3 separate regions of the Mus musculus genome follow, and all the other regions are linked to region 1. The links are chromatin contacts, called in public promoter capture Hi-C maps. All regions are on one chromosome and are shown on one strand. Each heading gives the region's core, a stretch centred on a gene start, on an enhancer-like site or on the middle of the called end of the contact. The rest is flanking DNA. Distances are from core to core; before and after follow the strand shown. Region 1 holds the start of Slit1 (slit guidance ligand 1). Region 2 overlaps Pik3ap1 (phosphoinositide-3-kinase adaptor protein 1). Region 3 overlaps Pik3ap1 (phosphoinositide-3-kinase adaptor protein 1).

What was found. Promoter capture Hi-C pulls out the DNA fragments that hold promoters and counts their contacts.
Region 2: a promoter capture Hi-C map of pre-B cells shows a contact between it and region 1, with 3 times the contacts expected there. The contact joins the enhancer-like site here to the promoter of Slit1 in region 1. A contact is called at or near these places in 6 of 39 promoter capture datasets (embryonic stem cells, pre-B cells and stem cell-derived epiblast-like cells), 1 of 15 datasets of contacts at CTCF or cohesin (the NIH/3T3 cell line), 1 of 115 datasets of contacts at active chromatin or transcription factors (astrocytes) and 1 of 9 other capture datasets (embryonic stem cells).
Region 3: a promoter capture Hi-C map of hippocampal neurons shows a contact between it and region 1, with 5 times the contacts expected there. The contact joins the enhancer-like site here to the promoter of Slit1 in region 1. A contact is called at or near these places in 9 of 39 promoter capture datasets (the 3T3-L1 cell line, embryonic stem cells, hippocampal neurons and 2 more), 11 of 484 Hi-C or Micro-C datasets (the C2C12 cell line, CD4 T cells, cerebellum and 3 more) and 7 of 115 datasets of contacts at active chromatin or transcription factors (astrocytes, embryonic basal ganglia, embryonic forebrain and 3 more).

Annotation. Positions count from the first base shown.
Region 1 is chr19:41,741,424-41,745,417 of GRCm38.p6, reverse strand. It overlaps Slit1 (slit guidance ligand 1), which reads left to right and starts at 1,562. Exons shown (of 37, transcript NM_015748.3): 1 at 1,562-2,206. The coding sequence starts at 2,010.
Region 2 is chr19:41,342,991-41,346,933 of GRCm38.p6, reverse strand. All of the region lies in intron 2 of Pik3ap1 (phosphoinositide-3-kinase adaptor protein 1), which reads left to right. Among named protein-coding and RNA genes, the nearest start is that of Pik3ap1, 40 kb to the left of the region's middle. Within about 2 kb of position 1,748, at least 159 of the 459 cell types and tissues checked have an H3K27ac peak or open chromatin away from gene starts, as enhancers often do. A contact at or near this core is called in astrocytes and pre-B cells, where this site is marked.
Region 3 is chr19:41,309,790-41,313,696 of GRCm38.p6, reverse strand. All of the region lies in intron 8 of Pik3ap1 (phosphoinositide-3-kinase adaptor protein 1), which reads left to right. Among named protein-coding and RNA genes, the nearest start is that of Gm52406, 29 kb to the right of the region's middle. Within about 2 kb of position 2,411, at least 81 of the 459 cell types and tissues checked have an H3K27ac peak or open chromatin away from gene starts, as enhancers often do. A contact at or near this core is called in forebrain and hippocampal neurons, where this site is marked.

The DNA.
Region 1 (3,994 bases), core at 313-2,812:
GAGACTGTGCTCTGATCAGAAGTGTGGTCCAGGGCTTGTCTTGAATGGAGTCAGACATTCAAGTGTGCCATGCTGACCACAGGGCCTTATGCAGTATATGGTAAAGTAACTGGAAGAGTCTGATCCAGAGGGAAAACAACCAAGCATCCAATGGTTCCAGGTGAGTCCCACGCCTCTAATCGTGTGGTGACTTCAGTATCTCACCACTGTGACAAACTGCCGTCATTGCTGGGCTTAGGTTCTGCTCCCCCCTCCCCCCAAGAAGGGGGACCCTGCAGTAGCTCCACTAGGGGGGCTTTTGACTCTTGACCATCTGAGCTACTTCTGATGCCCAGTTGTTATCTGCACATAGGGCCCTGACTCCCGGAGCTCAGCTCAACACGAACTCCAAAGCTTGCGTGGAGTTTCCAACAGAGGAATGCTCGACAGAGCCATCTTTATCGGGGGGGGGGGGGGGGGGGGGGAAGTCCTTCTCTTTGAGTGCAAAGCTTTGGAAGGGATGCACATGGTGTGGAATAGGAGGAAGGGGACACCCACAGTGACACTCAGATCACCAGATCAACCCTGTTGATCAATGGGATGACAGATGTCTCAGCCAGATCTCCCTCACATCCGGAGCTCAGCTCTTTAGAGACCCAGAGAGCCACAGCTGTCCGTTTTGGGGGAGGTGCTTTCTTTTCTGGGGTTGGAGGGAATTCTGTCCCTCACTGGATTTCCTATTCACACCCACATCCCCAACTCTGTCAGAATAAGAAAATTCCTTGCCCATGGGGCTGTGAGGCCCGAGGTCCTATTCAGGTACCAGTTGACTGGGTGGTGTTTTTTTCTTCTAAACAGGTTCTGTGTTCTCTCCACTCTGGCCTTTTGAGAGGACCAAATATTCCTTTTCTTCTGTTTCCACCTGCCAGATGTGGAGAGGCTAGTTGCTGGATTTCCAAGGTGGCTTCCTATTGGTATACCAGTAGAGAGGCTTGTGTAGAAAACACCTCCCCTCCGGACTTACAAAGTCCTGTCAGGACTCCTGTCATCCCAGCTGGCTGGCTTCTGTTCCCGGAAGAGGTTGGGTTCTGCCTTTAGGGAGAGTATGTGTTGAGGGAGAAGACTAACCTGGCCTGAGGCTTTTATATTCTCTCAAGTCTCTTCCCTCAAGGTCCCAGGCTGGGCAAGGAAAGACAGCTTGGAGAGGCCATCTGGTACAAGAAGCCTCACCAACAGTTGACAAAGGAAGTTGGTGGGGCCCGGTGACCTCTTCAGCCATTGGGGAAGTCTGTGGTCCCAGGGAAGGGAAGGTGTAGGGAAAAAAAATCTTTTTGCTCCTCTGCCCTAGTAGCTGAGGGTACTGAAGTGACTGGTCTAAATGTACACATCATTGCAGTGTGTGTGTGTGTGTGTGTGTGTGTGTGTGTAGCTTACAGAGCAGGTCCAGTCTGTAAGCCCCCTTCCCCGGGCCCCCGCAGCCCTTGGCGCCTGGGAGGTTGCACCTTTGAAACTGTATGCCAGCGGCTGGACCTCTGTAGCAGCAGAGAAGTGGTGGGGAGGAGGCGGGCGGTGGTCCGTGCTTGGGGGGGAGGGCGGGAAGGAGTCTGGCCCTGGAAGTGTGCTTTTCGATTGATGGATGACTGCCGGGTGTGAGCGAGCGTGCGGGTGTGAGTGTGTATGTGTGTGTGTGTGTGTGCGCGCGCGCGCGAGGTGTGTGTGTGTGCGCGCGCGCGGGGCCTGCCCATTTTCCTCCTCACAGCAGTCAGTTGGGAGCTGGAGGGAGAGGGAGACGCCGGCAGCGAGCACTGGGAGAGGAGCTGAGCGCCCTCCGCTTAAGACGCCTTTCCTGGGTCTACGCACAGACGCTGTCGCTGGGAGCATCTAGGTACCACTCGATCCGCAAGGGCGCATCGCACGATTCCACCGGCTCTTCGGTCCTTCGGTGGGGATAGCACCTGGAGCTAGCCCCGGACGGGGATGGTCAGCGGCTGCGGCCGTCTGGCACGCGAACGGGACACGGCGAAGGCACCATGGCGCTAACGCCCCAGCGCGGGTCCTCTTCGGGGTTGAGCCGACCGGAGCTGTGGCTGCTGCTGTGGGCAGCCGCGTGGCGCCTGGGGGCCACGGCGTGCCCCGCCCTCTGCACCTGCACCGGCACTACGGTGGACTGCCACGGCACGGGTTTGCAGGCCATCCCCAAGAACATCCCACGGAACACCGAGCGCCTGTGAGTACGGATCCGCCCGTCCACTGGGAGTCCCTCCACCCCCTCGACCCCTGGTTGCTCTCCCACCCTGACGGATCAGAGGGACCGGAATCGGGTGGGGGGCGCTAGACCGTTGGGCTCCGTCGCCAGTAGAGGAGTCAGTGCCTTGGTAGGTTTTTAGGAAACCAGAAACCAGGAGCGCATTTGCAGGTGCCAGATTCAAAGGGCCCTGGAAGCATCCTCAGCCCTTCCTCACACCTGCCCCTTGCGATCTCTGCTCTCCGCTGTGACAGGTCCTTCCCACTGTACAGCACTTTATTCCTCTAGGGTACCTGGAGCCTTCCTGGCACCTAGGAGAACAGCTTCCCACAGACTCCAGGCACGGTGTCTCCTTTTGGACACATGGGGTTTGCTGGGTTCTGAGTGGGCAGGTGGATTTGGGCTCTGAGGGCTCGCTGCCACGGACCAGAAGTTTCTGAGCACCTATTCTACCCATTGTTTGGTCCCAGAGCCTGGATAAGTCTTCCCTTGAAGGTGTAAGCAACCTACCCTCTCCTTCAGTCTTCATCCTGAGCCCAGGCAGACAGACAATGGGACCCGAGGGCCTTTGGTTTGGGTTTTGGGGAATATGACATCGGAACCCTTACAGGGTGAGAGGAGTCCTGGACTGCGAGCTCAGGGATGATACTAGAGGCCAGGAGCTCGGACTGGGACATAAGGTTGGAGACATTGACAGTGACAAGTCATAAAAACCACCCTTCCTTCCCTCTTGTTCTCTTGTACTTCTGGATTTTGAGGTAACTCCACCCTTTCCAGACCTGCCTCATGAGCACGGTGGAGCGTGTGTGATACATTTTCTCTTTTCCTGCCAAATGTGGTCGGTGTGAAATTCCGGCACCTAAGGATACCACGGCAGTGTGAGTCCGGGGGGTCTGCGGGTCGTGCGAGTGGATTTTTAGTCACACACAGGGCCTTTGTACACTTTCAGAGGTGACTGTACCAGGGGATTTTTTTTTTTTTTTGATACTTTGGGGAAGGTTAGTGGCTTCTTTGAAACCATGCTCCTCTTTCTTTCCACACTCCTGGGTGACTACAGTGAGCGTCAGAAAAGGTATACATATTTTGATAACTCAGGAGCATACTTTCATGAGTCTCAGCTGGCCAGAGGCAAACCCCGGGGAGAGCTGTTGCCTACATCAAACTCTGAACTTCTGTACCGAGGCCAGCAATTAGTGAGTACATGCTTGCCCCAGACTCTTTCTTGGCTGGGTTTGAGACATTCCCGTGACAGTTTCAGAGAATTTGCAATCTGCATGCAATCTAGTTGGGAACTGGCGTGTGTGTGTGTGTGTGTGTGTGTGTGTGTGTGTGTGTGTGTGCACGCACCCATGTAGAAATTGGGGTGACCGAACTGAGTTTCCTTGAGTCAGCCTCATGGACCTAGAGAGAAATTAAGGACAATCAAGTCTGTTTGGAGGACCTCTGAGGTCACCTTGGCCTGTTCTTTCCGGATGAAATTTCTGTCCCCTGCTTTACCCAGTGGTGTGTTTTTTCTGGGCTATTACCCTGGCAGCAGCCCACACAGGAGACACATGAGGCCCTCTCCTTTGCTTTTGCACCTTGTCTACTCTGCATTCTTGCTTTCCCACTGTCCTACTACCTTGACTGCTTCTGATAGGCTCTGCTTTGCCTTTCATGAATTCTTTAGTCTTTTCTAGTCAGTGAGATGGAAGTGAATCCCCAGACAGAGCAGAGTTGGGGGTAGCCCTGGAAGCCAGAGTATCTGGGTTAGAAGCCCAGCTCTGTGAA
Region 2 (3,943 bases), core at 499-2,998, 400 kb after region 1:
GGTACATGCTCCAGCAAGCCCTTCCCCAGAAAGCACAGACATCTTCGATAGATAGCCAGAGCCGGCCTGACCACTCCTGACAGGATTGCAGAGCTGTCCTCCACACACCAACCTTTTTTTCTCATCTCCTTCTCTTGGACTCAGGCTCAAGGTTCTCCCTGCCTCTTTCTCCCTCCCCAGTTCCCAGCAGCCTTTGCTTCTCAGAAGACCTGAACTACCCTTCCGATACCTTGCCAAATTTTCAGGGCATCTTGGTTCAACCTGCTGACGTAAATTAGGGGATCACACAGTTTCCTGTTTCTCTCCATAGTCGATCTTGGAAGCCTCAGGGCCCCAAGGCCCTGCAGTCACACTCCCTGAGGTAGAGGTGGTGTTTTCCCAGCTAGGAATTTAAATGGTTCATCTGACTTCATTCATCGATTCGTTCATTCATGCAAGAAGCTTTTATTGATTTCACACTGTGGTCTTGGCTCTGGGGGATACAGAGATGAAGGAAGGCCAGGGAATCTACTCTCACCAGATAGAGCACACTAATTGCTTTAACTTTGTCAAGCATTTTTCAGTTTTCACAGGGCTCCCGGAGTTTATCGCTCTGCCCGTGGAAGGCGTGAGACGGGCCAGGCAGATAGAAATAGGCTGTGAGAGAGAAAAGGCTAAAGTTCAGGAAAACCTGGCAGAGGACAGATGGGACTGGAGTCCAGGCTTCTGTGGCCGGAGGGGACTTATTTTCCAGAGCCTCTCAGTAAGTGTGTATGCTCTGGGAAAGAGTAAGTCTTTAGAGTCTTGGTCTCCTCCAGGTTTTATTGGGGGTGGGGGAGGGCACAGCTAAAAGATCTTGGGTTAAAAGAGTTACAGCTTTTAACTTAAAAAATTTTGAAGGTTTTTATTTGGTGGTGATGGTGGAAGGAGGGTGATGTATGTGCCCTCATGTGCGTGTGTGCCCACGTGTGTGTGTGTGTGTGTGTGTGTGTGTGTGTGTGTGTGTGTGTGAGAGAGAGAGAGAGAGAGAGAGAGAGAGAGAGACAGGGAGTTGGGGTGGGGACATGGGCCACCAGGTTCATGTGTCCAATTTCCAGGAGTCACTTCAGTCCTAACATGTAGGGCACAGGGACTGAACTCAAGTCGTCTGGTTGATGACGAGCCCCTTTATCAGCCAAGTATCTCACCAGCCCTTAAAACAGAATTTGAAGTGGCTCAATCTGTGTTTCTTTAATCCTTTCCCAAGGAACACTACACTTCACCTCACTGTGATCATGCTGAGAAGCCAAGACAGCATTTCTCACAAGGAGGGAAGGACAGAAAGGCCCTCCTTAGAAACGGAAAGTGAAACTGGCCAACCAGTTCTCTGGCTTCAGCTGCCTGGAGGCTAGGAGTCAGGTTAGGGGGTCAGCTGAATGGAAAAGAAAAAGCCTTCCTGTGCCTTTCTGGAAGTTTCTCCACTGGGCTGTGGAGGCGCAAAAGGAACGGAGTTTCTAAGTTTGGTTTTACTCTCAAGGCCTGCCTTCGGCCTTCACTTGGCTGAGTAAAAATAAGCTACACACACAGCCTGCCCCAAACAAAGCCCATTTGTCTGTCCTTACACCAGTAAATCCAGACATCACCGTTTGTCTAGATTAGAATTGATTCTTGAATCAGGAAGCCGAGAAGAGGCTGTTAAAAGACCAGTTATTAATGGCCTCATTACAAGACTTCGCTGTGCCATTTAAACCAAATTTACATAAAGAGAGGAAGCACATTTATAAGTGTCGGAAACAGATGAAGAAAGAGGAAGCCTCTAGGCTGGGGCCTGGGGGGGCCGTGGTGCCTCTCGCTTTGTTAGCAACACTGGGGTTTCCTGAGCAATGAAGCAGGGGCCCTAAGCCCCCCCCCCCCCGCCAGCCCTTACCTCTTTGGTGGGGCATCATCCCAAGACCCTGGCAAGGACCTTAAGGGCAGGAGAGTTTTCCAGGGCCCTTTTGAGTTGTCTGTGGCTCACGAAGGCAACCCGAGAGATGCCGAGTCTGGGACAGAAACGGGCATTTATGAACCTGTTTAGAAAGGGGAAGGAGATTTCCCCTTCTTGCTACCCAGGCTTACACTAGGACTCGTCTGACTGTGGCTCAGCGTCAGTCCTCTCCACCTGTTGGGGTTCTGTTTTCTGAGCAGCACTGCCTCTTGCTTTTCTGTCAACCGGACCTGAGGTCCTGACTTTTCCACCAACAGCTCGGGACTAGCTTGAGCCCACAAGCCCCTGCCTCCCTTGGTTCATCAGCTAAATAAAAACAAGCAAAAAACCAAAAAACCAAAACGGTCACCTCTGTCGCAGGTGCCTGAGAACACTGAAAAGAACACACAAAAGTTCAGAGGCTCCACTGGGTAGGTAGAGAACTCTGGATAAACTCTCAGCTCTCTGATGAGGAGGGAGTAACTCTACCCTACTACACTGGAATGCTTTCTGAGGACTGGATTTGGGAGGTTGGAGGACCCTGGCCCCAACTCCGATGGGCAAAGGGCCCGGAGAGCCATAGGCATATCTATCCTCAGTGGACAGGGCCAGCACACGCTCTGGTTGTCATGGTAGCCTGGTGCTATTTTTGTTCAAGCTGAAGAGCAGGTAGGGCCAGGTGGAGAAGAGAAGAGCTGTTATACTTCGCTTGAAAAAGCAAACCAAAAACCATCCAAATCTAACACTTTGAACAGTTTCTGTAGACTGACGATGTGTAAAGGCCACAGAGCCCTGAGGTCCCATCTCCTCTTGGGTGACCCCTTGATTTTGTACCTTATGTACCTTGAAGAGAACCAAATGGATTACTTGGCAAGAGTAGCAAAAATATATAATCGCCTCTGTGCGCTGGAAAAGACCTGGGTCAGTTGTGCAGAGGATTACGGTTTGCCCAGTACTGCAAATACAGATGTGCTGTGTCCAGTACTGCAAATACAGATGTGCTGTGTCCAATACTGCAAATACAGATGTGCTGTGAAGCCAGACAGTCTCAGGATTCTGCAGCTGGAGCAGAACGCCCAGATGGTGAAGCAGGGTAGAATGGCAGGGGAGTCAACCAGGTTCCAAGAGCCAGGAACACTGTCAACCTGAAGACTGGAGAAAGAATGGATTCCTTCTTTCCTTCCTCTCTCCCTCCCTTCCCCCTTTCTTCCTCTCCTCTTATTCTTCATCCTTTCTCCTTTTCTTCCTCCTCCTCTTCTTCCTCTTCTTTCTCCTTGTCTCTATCCAGGGAGGTACATCGGCTGCCCTGACTATATTTAAAGCTGTAGTTGAGTCCCTAGGGTTCTACTCAGTAGTTTGACATCATGGGTATGAGAGGGGTGATGAAGATGAAGAATAGAATGATAAGTATCAACATAGTTAACTTACTCTCATACCAAAACATGATCCTCACTTCCTTCCTTCCCCGACTTTAATGCCACATTTAGTGGTAAGAGCCTGGCAGGCACCAGCCCCTTCCACCAAGTGTGAAAGTTTCTGACAACTGGAAGTAGCTGCTCACTCTTAGCCAGCTGTGTACATGGTTACTCTTTGGGGTAGTTCTGTAAGTGAAAGGGGTTGGTAGAATGGGAAATTGAATACCCATTAATCAAGGTGGGTGGGTGGGTAGGCTAAGAAAGTCCGGTGGGTGACAATGAAAATGGCAAGGTATCTCAGTGCTTGCCAGGAAGCTGCAGGGAAGAGACCGAAACTCTGTATTTGTAGAGTGTCACTGATGCCAGCCACTCTCCTCGTGCCTCAGCTAAGGTGAACAATTTCACTTGAGTCTATTCATTTAGGCACTGGGGTCTGAGCCAGCCTTGAGGGCTTTTGTGCTCTCCAAGGACACAACGGCCAGGATGCCACATTTCTAAGCTACCAGCAAATAACAATGAGGTGAAGGTAGTGTGAACTGGAGGACTCTATAGCCCTATTAAGAATAATTTTTCTAAGCAAGCTCAGACCGTGCTTGTAGGGTAG
Region 3 (3,907 bases), core at 1,162-3,661, 430 kb after region 1:
TAACTATAAGAAAACTGTGTGTCTCAATGAGGAAATTGAAAATATAATGTTTGAGATCATGGATGAGAATTCAAATATTGTGAGAAACACATTCTCAAACTCATGTTGAAGGCAGAAGGCATGCATGAAAGCCAACTTATTCTTAAAAAGAAAAAAGAAAAAAAGACGAATATGAGGTAGGAAGTAGCTCAGTGGTATTTTCTAGTGCCCAGCGTGTGTGAGGCCCTAGGTTCAATACCCAGCATTTCAATAAAAAGAGGCAAGAGGCAAGAATAGACAAATGGGATTATATCAAATTGAGGACTTTCTATAGAGCAAAGAAGAACAAGATTAAAGAGAAAAATCCACAGAATGGGGGTGAATGCTCATCTGATAGAAGTTTAGTGTCCAGGGGGCTGGAGAAGCTCTCTGTGGGTAAGAACACTGGTCCTTCAGAGGACCTCAGTTTGGTTGTCAACACCCACAGGTGGCTCACGACCTTCTGTGATTCCAGCTCTGGGGAGCCCATCGCCTCTTCTGGAGCTCGCACATGTGCGAGCTCCCCAAGACACAAAGACACATAGACAGAAATAAAATCTTTGAAAACGTTAGACCCAGGTGTGGTGTTCCACACCTCTAGTTTCAGCATTTAGGAGGCAGAGGCAGGTGGATATCTGTGAGTTCAAGGGCAACCCAGTCTGCATAGTGAGCTCCAGGCCAGACACAGAGACCCTGTATCCAAAGGGAAAAAAAATGGTGTTTAAAACATATGAACAATTCAGATAACAAAAAAACAAACCCGAAACTGATCAGAAATTAATATAGACTTTAGACTTTTCTTTTTAGAAATATGCAAATTGCCAGCAAATATATGAAAATGTTCAACGTGACTCACCAGGGAAATGCAAATTGAAACCACGGTGAGGTAGCATTTCAGTCCAGTTAGAGTGGCTGTGATAAAAATTTAAAAAAAAAATCAACAAAAAGCCGGGTGTGGTGGCGCACACCTTTAATCCCAGCACTCAGGAGGCAGAGGCAGGCGGATTTCTGAATTCGAGGCCAGCCTGGTCTACAGAGTGAGTTCCAGGACAGCCAGGGCTACACAGAGAAACCCTGTCTCGGAAAAACCAAAAAAAAAAAAAAAAAAAGAATCTTGCCACTTGTATCCACTTGGTTGGGAATGACACAAATTCTGCTCTCTGGTCAGTAAGGTGCCTACAGTTCATAAATGTTTATTATATATTTATAGAGAACTAAAAGAAGTTCAGAGACTTTCAAGCAAAAACATGATAACTGTTTGAAGATATGGAATTGTTAACTAACCCGATCTTCACGGTAAACATACATCAAATTAGCATTGTGTGAGCCGAGAGTGGTGTAATTCCAGCCCTTGGGAGATGGGGCTGGAAGACCAGATGTTCAAGGTTATCTGCTGCATAATAAGTTCAAGGTCAGCCCAGGCTACGTGAAACCTAAAACCACAACCACCAAAGAAAAGACAAGATGGCTCAAGTGTTAAGAGCCCTTGTGGCTCTTTCAAAGGTTCTGTGTTCAGTTCTCAGCATTTATGTCACTCAGCTCACAACTTCCTGTAACTCCAGGTCTAGGAGATCTAATGTCCTCTTCTGGCCCTTGTGGCACTTATCCACACATCACACACACACACACACACACACACACACACACACACACACACACACGCATGCATACACACATGCCAGTAATAATAATGATAATAATAATAACAATAATAAATAAAAATAAACTTAAAAAATAAACCTTAGCAAATAAAAATAGAAGAGATGGCTCAGCTGTTAATAAGGCTTGCAACCAAGATAATAAAAATAAGTCTTAAAAAAGTTATCGCTATATGCCCCATAAGGATATATAAGCTATAGTGTCAATTTTTTTCCTAAGTTCAGTTCTTAATGCCATGAAAAAAATGTTTTTGTGGTACTGGAAATAAAATAATAAAATCAGTTTAATGCACATTAGGCAAGCTGTTTGCTAGTGAGCTGCATACCAAACCCCTTAGAAATTCTTAACATGTAAATAGAGTCTTCTATTTTGAAATTTTCTTTGCTGGGTATAGGATTTAATAACAAAAATAATAGAGAGCGTTCATCCAGCCCTTCGTATTTGCGGACACTGTGCTGTGCTCTGGGAAGGCTTCTCATGTGACACTCGCGACAGACCTACTGAGCTGTGCCGTCGCCACCACCATTTTATAGTCAGGAAAAGAGAAGCAGAATGGATTGAAATGAGCGGACCCGGGATAACGATGGGCAAAATTAATAGAAACACTTTTCATTTCCCTTTCTGCATGAGAATTTGACCTTTGTTTGACTTCCTGGCTTTGTTACCCTGGTAACCCGATAAGAGCCAAATGTCAACCATGTTTCTAGGCAACATTACCTAGGATGAGAATGACCCCTGATTGGTCACATATCTGGATGTGGGAGGAGCTGTACGCAGCTGTGAAAACCTGCTAAGGACCCGCGTTCTGAGTCTCTCTGGGGAGCGATGACTCTGGCGTGTTGGTTATGGGGGTCCTGGAAGCTGCACCTCTGGAGACGTGATAAGAAGTGTGCTTTTGTGGGTACAACCTTTCCCCAGGGTAGTTCCTGCCTCTGCCTGATGTAGTTCTCATTTCCTAGAACCATGACTGCCGAGTTCAGATATGCTTTCTTGCCTCTGAGACGCGGACCTGTGTCAAGCCAAGTCATCTTGTGGGTGTGAATGCTCTGGAGCAGCGGTTTCAACTTTTCTGACGCTGCAGCTCCTTAATGCAGTTCCTCATGTTGTGCCGACCCCCAACCATAAAATTATTTTATTGCTATTTTATAACTGTTATTTTGCTATGTTTGCAAATCATAATGTAAATATCTGATATGTAAGCTGTTTACTATGCAATAACCCCAAGGGGGTCGTGACCCACAGGTTGAGAACCAGGGTAGAAGCCCATAAAAGACTAGTTGGTATTGGGTTGCCGGTATGATGTCAGTTCAAGCAAAGGAAGGAAGGAGTGGAAGAATCAAGACAGGTTTATGCACTGTGATCTGATACCCAAACTTCCATTTGGCAAAGCCTAGTTTTTCTTCTTCCAATGTCAGACTCTTAAGGATTAATGAAAACACCATAAATATACTATATAGTATAAAGACTATAAAGTAAAACAAATTTGATTTTTTTATTCCTACCTCCATCATTCTATCTACATATGCCTGCTCTGCCACCCATCAGAAAGTGCTTATCTCGATAGCAAAGGAGGACAGAGTGGGCTCAGCAGAGGGTCCTCTCCGTGTGTCATGCTTGCTTGTTTTTGCTGCTGAAGTCACCTTTCTGCTCATTTATTCCTCTCCTTACAAGGAATTTTTTTTTTTTTTGGAGCTTGTGTTCTAGCTAGTGGTGAGCACCCAGCTTAGTGATGAGCAGTCAGCTTAGTGATGAGTACTCAGCTTAGTGGTGAGCACCCAGCTTAGTGGTGAGCACCCAGCTTAGTGGTGAGCACCCAGCTTAGTGGTGAGCACCCAGCTTAGTAGTGAGCACCCAGCTTAGTGGTGGGCACCCAGCTTAGTGATGAGCACCTAGCTTAGTGGTGAGCACTTTGCTATTATATGCAAGCCCCTGGGCTTGCTACTTGGCACTGGGAAGAAAATGCCCTTGTGCTATTTTTGTTTTTAAGAGAAAAACTGAAGAATACCGAAGTCCATGCATTTCTTGCCCCTCATTGTCTAACATTAGCATCTTGTTCAGGTTTCTCCATTTCCCACCATCCATCCTCTTTTCTTTCACAGTCACAACAGCTGTTGTGACCCACAGATTGTCCCTCTGTCCCTTCCAGTTAGGGCTGGTTCTCATGCTTTCTCAGTCCCAATTCTCTTGAAGAAGACCTTTGCTTGTTGATAACTTTGTAAACTCTCAATTT